2 separate regions of the Mus musculus genome follow, and region 1 is linked to region 2. Evidence: chromatin contacts called from public Hi-C data. All regions are on one chromosome and are shown on one strand. Each heading gives the region's core, a stretch centred on a gene start, on an enhancer-like site or on the middle of the called end of the contact. The rest is flanking DNA. Distances are from core to core; before and after follow the strand shown. Region 1 holds the start of Tbc1d25 (TBC1 domain family, member 25). Region 2 has its middle 8.4 kb from the start of Wdr45.

Region 1 (3,733 bases), core at 455-2,954, 460 kb before region 2:
CACATACAATAAAATGTAATAAAAATTTTAGGGCTGGAGAGATGGCTCAATGGTTAAGAGCACCGACTGCTCTTCCAGAAATTCTGAGTTCAACTCCCAGCAACCACATGGTGGCTCACAACCATCTGTAATGGGATCTGATGCCGTCTTCTGGTGTGTCTGAAGGAAGCTACACTATACTCACATACATTAAATAAATAAATAAGTAAATAAATATAGAAAAAGATTTGAACTCCCCCGCTGGCTGTGGTAATGTCCATTTTTAATCTTAGCAGTCTGGAGGAAGAGAGTTCCAGGCCAGCTTAGTCTACATGGAGAGTCTCAGGTCAGCCAGAACTTCATAGTGAAAACCTATCTCATTTTTTTCTCAAAGAGCTTAAGACACTGGGCTGGGGTGGCCACACACCTTTAATCCCCACACTCAGGAGACAGAGACAGTAGGATATCTGTGAGTTTGAAGCCAACTTGGTCTTCAGAGTTCCAGGACAGCCAGTGCTACATAGAGAAACCCTGTCTTGAAAAAACAAACAAATAAGCAAATAAATAAACAAAAAGCATAAGATGTGTTCAACGATCTAACTCATATTTAACAAACACATATTTTTATTGTGACTGAAGTGCTGTGGACCTCCTGTATACTAGACATATGCTCTATCAATGAGATAAACCAGATAGAGCTTATAACAGGGCTGACCTCAACAAACTGTAATGATTAAGTAAAACAAAGACAATGTAGGGTCGGGCAGTGGTGGCACACGCCTTTAGTCCCAGCACTTGGGAGGCAGAGGCAGGTGGATTTCTGAGTTCGAGGCCAGCCTGGTCTACAGAGTGAGTTCCAGGACAGCCAGGGCTATACAGAGAAACCCTGTCTCGAAAAAACAAAACAAAACAAAACAAAACAAAGACAATGTAGGTCCAGCACTTTTGAGACAGAGTCTGAAGGTTAGCCTGAACTATATGAAAATGTCACAAAAAATAACAACAACAAAAAAACCTGGAAAAAAAGTTTAGGAAAGAAGTAGGACCTTCAGAAAGCATACAATGTTTGTTTTTTGGTAAATTACTTAAGGAAGTATAAACAAGGATTTAGACGTGTGTAAAACTTTATCCTTGAATATAAGTGTAAATTAAGAGATTGGGAGGTGGGCATGGAGAAGGTGGCACACACCTGGAAGTTCTTGGAAGTCTGAGGTTAAAAAAAAAACTGAAGTTCAAATTATCTCTGGGAAATTAGTGAGATTCTGTTTAGAAAGAAAGGAAGAAAGGAAGAAAGGAAAAAAACTAAACAAAAAAATCTTTAGAGTACTATTTTCCCCCTTCAGGATATTAATTCGAAGGGAAGTATTTGAAACCGATGACATCATCTGTCACCAAAGGCACGTGGCAATTCAAAGCCGGTTCTGGAACGTTTATGTCAGCACGCTGTGGCCTCCTTGCCTCCCTCTTGTCTCTCTCAAGCTCGTCCGTTTAACGCGGCGGTTCATGAATCCGGAAGTAAACTGCCAAAACAACGGCGCCACGGACCGGGCCAGGCAGGACCTGGACAGGCACTTACACACAGGCAGTAAAAAGTAAAATTCTCCACTCTGGGAGGCGGGGTTCCAGGCAAGAGCACTCTAGGCGCATGCTCAGATGCGACCTCCAGCCCAAGCCAGGTGGGAGGGGCAGGGTCCTACAGCACCTCTGCGCCTGCGCTCTGGTGCAAGGTGGGGCCGCGGGCGCCCGCACTGTTGGGTGTACGTTAGGGTACGGGTAACTATCGGTTATCACCTGGACAGAGACGACAGCGGCGGGATGGCAACCACCTCCGCGGCCTCGGACTCGGCGTGCTCGGCAGCGCCCCCGCCCGTCGGAGGTGCCCAGGCGGCCGCGGCGGTTGAGGAGGAGGAGCGTGAGGTGGTACGGGTCCGAGTCAAGGTGAGGCTAGCCTGCTTGGGCGCCCAGTGGACGAAAAGACCGTAACTGTCCTAGGATAGAGCATCAGACCTGAAATTTGGGGCGTGACTTGGAGACTGGGGGCGAGGCTGGAGAGCGGAATTGATAGAATGAAGGCGTGGGTTTTGGGGACTTGTCGTTGGGTGTGGAACTGTAGAGGAGACAGGGCCAATGGAGTGGATGGGTGGAGCCTACGGGTAGAGAGGTGGGTTGTAGGGTTACCGGAGGGGCCTCTGGAGTCCAGAGGAAGGAAGGAGGTGCTGTCGCTGTCAGAAGGGATAGTCCTAAAGTCAGTCAACAAATAGCTATTGAGAGTTCACTTTTGTCCATGTCCCACCCCTGAGCCCACGTGCTTGTGGGAGGGGGACAAAAACAATTAAATGAGATATTTTGAACATTGGTGAATATCAGGAGAAAGTGATAGGAAAGGTTAGGATCTCTAGGGAGTTACTTTACCCAAAGCTGTATAGGAAAATCCCCTAAAGAGGACTCAAGTCACAGAGACCTGGATAATAATAATAATAACAAAATGTTAGCATATGCATTTAGGATGGGAGAAGAGTTCTAGGTAGAGGGAACACCTAGATGAGTGTGGTATGTTCCTGTAGGTTCCCATATTGTTGGAGAAGGAAGCCTGGGGGCAAAAGTAATAGACAATCAGGAGGGAGAAGGGCACATAGGACAGCTTGTGACATATAACACACTCTGAGGAAGGAACCCGTTGTGATACCTGCAAGCAGTGACCGGTGGCTCAGACTGGAGTGCCAGAGATCACTTTTGGGGTGTTAGCGCTCTAAGGCAAAGGTTTTAGTAAGCCAGATGAAGTGGGAAGGATGTTCACTCTGAGAGAGGTCAGCACACAGAAGTCTGGAAAGCATGTACTCAAAGGAACTCTCAACAGTTTGATACCAGTAGAGCCATAAATACATCTCAGAGTGGAGGGAGGGCTAGCTCCAGCACCTAGGTTTGCTGTTGAAGAAGGATCTGAGCAACAAACAGTGTTACAGGGAGATTTGCACTATGGGGGGTGGGGGGGAGTCACTGATTTGATTGTGTCAAGCTGGACATGGTGATTCTGGCAACCATATTTAAGGGACTCTGGAAGGACTGGACACCTGGACTACTGCATTAGCCTTCGTTCCTGCCAGTCTGCTTTGGCAGAGCAAACATGGACCCTGTAAATTCAAAGGACATATCATCTTTTCTCTGCGCAGAGACTTCCTGTGACTTCCCCTCGCCCAGAACAAAAACCAAGAACATCTCACCTAAAACCTGGTCCCTCCCCTGTCTTCGACTCCTGCCTTCTGCCACTCTTTACCTTACCCACCCTTTCCACACGGTGATGTGCCCCCTCATGGCCTCCCCCTGTCCTCTTTCCACAGAAATGTGAGAGCTTCTTGTCCCCTGAGTTCCGCTCTTTTGCGGTGGATCCTCAGATCACCTCGCTGGACGTGTTGCAGCACATCCTCATCCGAGCCTTTGACTTAAATGGGTGAGTGGGAAGATGAAGCAGGGCGCTCATCTTAAAAGTCACTGCCAGGTTTCTGGGGTTTGGTTTTGTTGTTTGGCTGCTTTTTTTTCCAAATAATTCCACAGTGAATAGGTGTATCTTGCTTGGAATCTGTGAGAAAAGTCCTAAGAAAAAATTAGCAGTAGTATTTCTGGGCTACTTAAAAACTTTCAAGGAATAGCTGGGTGATGGTAGTACACACCTTTAATCCCAGCATTTAGGAGGCAGAGGTAGGTGGATCTCTGTGAGTTCAAGGCCAGCCTGGTCTACAGAACAAGTTTTAGAACA
Region 2 (3,980 bases), core at 217-2,716:
GTCAACCGGAAAACAGATATTTGCTTTACAATTTATAACAGTAGTAAAATTAGTTATGAAGTAGCAGCGAAATAATTTTATGTTTGGGGGTCACCACAACAGGAGTAGCTGCATTAAAGAGTCACAGCACGACGAAGGTCGAGAACCAGTGTTTTAAGGCGTGTAAGTCATCACTTATAACAGTAAGAGATATCAAATGGCCAACATATGCTTGCTACGTTTGAAAAAGAAGCATAATAAATGGGGAGAATAGTGAGGATTTTTTTTTTTTAAATCAAAAGTAGTCTCAGCCGGACATGGTGGCGCACGCCTTTAATCCCAGCACTCGGGAGGCAGAAGCAGGCGGATTTCTGAGTTTGAGGCCAGCCTGGTCTACAAAGTGAGTTCCAGGACAGCCAGGGCTATAAAGAGAAACCCTGTCTCGAAAAACCAAAATAAATAAATAAATCAATAAATAAAATAAAATAAAAAGTAGTTAGTCTGGCAAGGACTTGAATTCTGAGATTTTTCTATTCCCCTTAGCTTTGGTTAGCCAATTGTGTCAGATTAGGAAGTCAAGTTCACACCATTGGGATAAAATGCAGTCAACACTTATACTAGGGACAAATGAAAGTAGTCATGTTGTCCCAGGTTTGCGTTCAAGCAGTCTTTTACGGCTGCCCCTGCCCACACCGGCCCTTCCTCCATTCGAGCTCCCAAGAATTACTATGCCCAGCTACTTTGCTTTCCATTTGAGTGCCCCTTTATGCAAAGCCAAGATTATTTATTGCTTGTTTCCAACACCGTGCACCCGTTTGGCTTGGATCTATGTAGACTAGGATGACCCCAAATTAAAAAATCAGCTTGTCTCTGCCTCTGTAGTGATGGGATTAAAGGTGTGCTCAACCATGTGCACAATAGGATTGATAACTTTTAATCTGCTACCTCAGAAAAGTTATGATAAGAGCTTCGACAGTAAACAAGTACCCTCCGCTGACGTTTTACCCACGACTAATTTTACAGACTGACGTGGTATTTGAACCCTTTACCCACGCCCGATGCCCAGTTCACAGGCTACAATCGCTGCGCATGCTCCAAGGCAGTCAGCAGGAACCTGACTGTGGAGGCGGAGCCACGTTATTCCCAGGGCCACAACCTCAGAAAGGAAGACCCGCCTCCATCCGGAAGAGGGCCAATCAGAGCTCATCAGGGCAGCTTCCGAACCAATGGCCTGCGCGAGTGCCTTGGGAGCCGGTTCCAAAAGGAAGGATTAGGGGGTTAGAGGAAAGCGGGTGAACGTGGTGGGTGGCATAGAGGCCTTCCGCTGACTCGATCTTACCATCCGCCAGAGTCACCACGCAGAAGACATACCATGACGGGGTTCTAGGGCGAGCGGACTGGTGGCCGTTCGTGGCCAGGCGCCGCTTCCTCACTCTGCCCCCTTCAGCAAGTGGAACGTCCCAAGATGGCCGCCCTCCGCAGTGGCGCGCGGGAGCGCGGGCGGCGGGCTCCGCTCCCGATTCCCCCCCTCGCCGTGCAGCCGTGTGGTTCCGTCCGGGCGGCCGCGCATGCGCCGGGTTGCAGGGGTCGCGACGTGGGCGCCCCCCAGGCCACACGCAGTGGTTTGGGCCACGCTAGCATCGCAGGCCTGGGATTGGTTACTTCCCGGAACACCAATTCTCAGGGTGGATTCAGTCCTGAGACCACAGCATTTGTGAGGGAAGACTTGCTGGGGCGACCTGGTTTTTATTTTCGAGACAATGTCGCATACTATGTATGTCCAAGCTGGCCTCGAACGTACCGTGCTGGCCACAATGGTCTAAAACTCCAGGAGATCCTCCTGCCTAACCGCTGAGCACTGAGATTACAGGAGAGGCCGAGGAGGGTGGGGAGGGGCTTGGGGAGTACTGAACATTACTCTGATATTTTATAAGAATAATAATCGGGAGCCCACCTTTTTGATCCAAGCACTCGGGAAGCAGAGGCAGGCAGAAGTCTGTGAGTTTGGGAACATCCTGGTCTACATGCCGAGTTCCGGGACAGGAACTTAGTGAAATCCTGTCTTCACATCCTCCCTGCCTCACCCCAAAGAAAAAGAATAAAGAATAACAAAAATAATAACAATAAGCTCTAAAGAGATGGCCCAGCTGTTAAGATCACTGGCTGCTCTTCCAAAGGACCGGGTTTAATTCTCAGCACCCAAATGGTGGCTCACAACTGTGTTTAACTCTAGTTCCACAGGCCTCAGGCACTCACAGGTGCACAGATGTAAACACATGAAAAACACCTACAAGATGTCAAATAAAAAAACAATTCCCTTTATATCTTCACCCATAACTCATGTCCATTACCTGCATACAGTCTTTCCTCATTGTCTTATACTTTGGCTTTCTTGTTCTTTTTCTTTTTATACTGTATCCAAATATGTTCACAGATCCCAAATAGGAGAAAACATGCATTTTTTTTCCTGAAATTGTGAGACCTTGCTTAACACAGTCCAAGACCATCTATTTTCCTGCAAAATTTTTAACTTCTTGTTAGAACTGAATAACATTTCATTTTTTTGTATGAAGCTAATGAAAAGTTGGTGTGCATGTGTGTGTGTGATTCTTTGCTATAATGATTAAAGCAACAATAAACATGGGGTGTCAATATCTCTCTGATAGGGTATGGAGTTATGATAGGCTATGACAGACTAGTTACCTAGGAGGAAGATAGCTGGGTCATATAGCAGTTCTATTTTTAATTCTTTGAGAAGACTCCAAACAATGGCTCTATTAATTTGTACCACCACTAACATTCTTTGTAACATTGTCATATTTATTGATAGCTATTCTGACTGGGGTTGGGTGTTACCTCAAAGTAGTTTTTATTTGCATTTTCCTAATGGCCAGGGATACTGAACACTTTCAAAGTTGTTATTGATTTTTTTTTTTGAGACAGGGTTTCTCTGTGTAGACCTCAAATTCAGAGATCTGCCTGCCTCTGCGTCAGGAGTGCTGGGATTAAAGTCATGCGCCACCACTGCCTGATCCATTTGTATTTTTTAAGTTGTCTGTTTTGTTCCCTGTCTCATGTGACGACCAGCAGGCTTGTTTCCTTGTTATTTAATTTCTGCAATTCTTTGCAAATTCTTGATATCACCACTTGTCTGAGGTATAGCTAGCAAAGTTTCTTCTGGAGGCTCTTTGCTCTGCCTACCGTTCCTTTGCTGGACAGGAAGTGTTTATTTTCATGCAGTCCCATCTCTTGATGTTTGGATTAGTTCCTGTGCTGTTGATGATCTATTAAGAAAAGCTCTTTGGGTCAGACATGGTGAAACGTGCCTTTAATCCCAGCACACCGGAGGCAGAGGTCTGGTCTACGTAATGAGTTGCAGGACTCAAGACTATGTTTGGAGAAGGGGGGGGGGAGAGAAGGAAAGAAAGAGAGAGAGAGAGAGAGAAAAGAAGAGAGAGGAGAGAGGGAGAGAGAGGAGAGAAAGGGAGGGAGAGGAGAGAAAGGGAGGGAGGAGAACGGGAGAGAGGAGAGAGAGAGGGAGGGAGAGAGAGGAAGAGGAAAGGAAGGAAGGAACCCAATACCTTGAAAGGTATTTCTTATGTTTCCTTCTAAACCTTTGAGCATTTCAGGTTTTAAATTATGGCATTTGATAGAGGTTGTAAGTCATCCAGTGTGGGGTCTGGGAAGCAAACCTGGTCCTCTGCAAAAGCAGCAAGCACACTTACCCACAGGGCCATGGCTCTAGCTTCTAGGTTCTTTTTGCAAAGAATGTTCTTGTTTTCTTTGTCAAAAAGAAAGTGGGTATAGCTTAGCCATTTTATTTCTGGGTACTCTATTTTATTGGTCTATCTGCCTACTTTTTTCAAATTCCACTGTCTTCATCACCACAGGTGCATAGTATAATTTGACATCCAGTATAATTGCTTTGACTATACGTGGTATATTGTGGTTCCATATGAATTTTTTTCTAAACCTGTTAAGTATGACATGGTGATTCTGAT

What was found. A called contact is a pair of places that touch in the nucleus more often than the background predicts.
Region 1: a contact with region 2 is called in a Hi-C map of B cells, with 7 read pairs. The contact joins the promoter of Tbc1d25 here to the enhancer-like site in region 2. A contact is called at or near these places in 1 of 484 Hi-C or Micro-C datasets (B cells) and 1 of 9 other capture datasets (liver).

What each region holds. Positions count from the first base shown.
Region 1 is chrX:8,173,895-8,177,627 of GRCm38.p6, reverse strand. Tbc1d25 (TBC1 domain family, member 25) reads left to right here and starts at 1,704. Exons shown (of 6, transcript NM_172478.4): 1 at 1,704-1,917; 2 at 3,318-3,427. The coding sequence starts at 1,795.
Region 2 is chrX:7,711,812-7,715,791 of GRCm38.p6, reverse strand. No RefSeq gene overlaps it. Among named protein-coding and RNA genes, the nearest start is that of Wdr45, 8.4 kb to the left of the region's middle. Within about 2 kb of position 1,466, at least 373 of the 459 cell types and tissues checked have an H3K27ac peak or open chromatin away from gene starts, as enhancers often do. A contact at or near this core is called in B cells and liver, where this site is marked.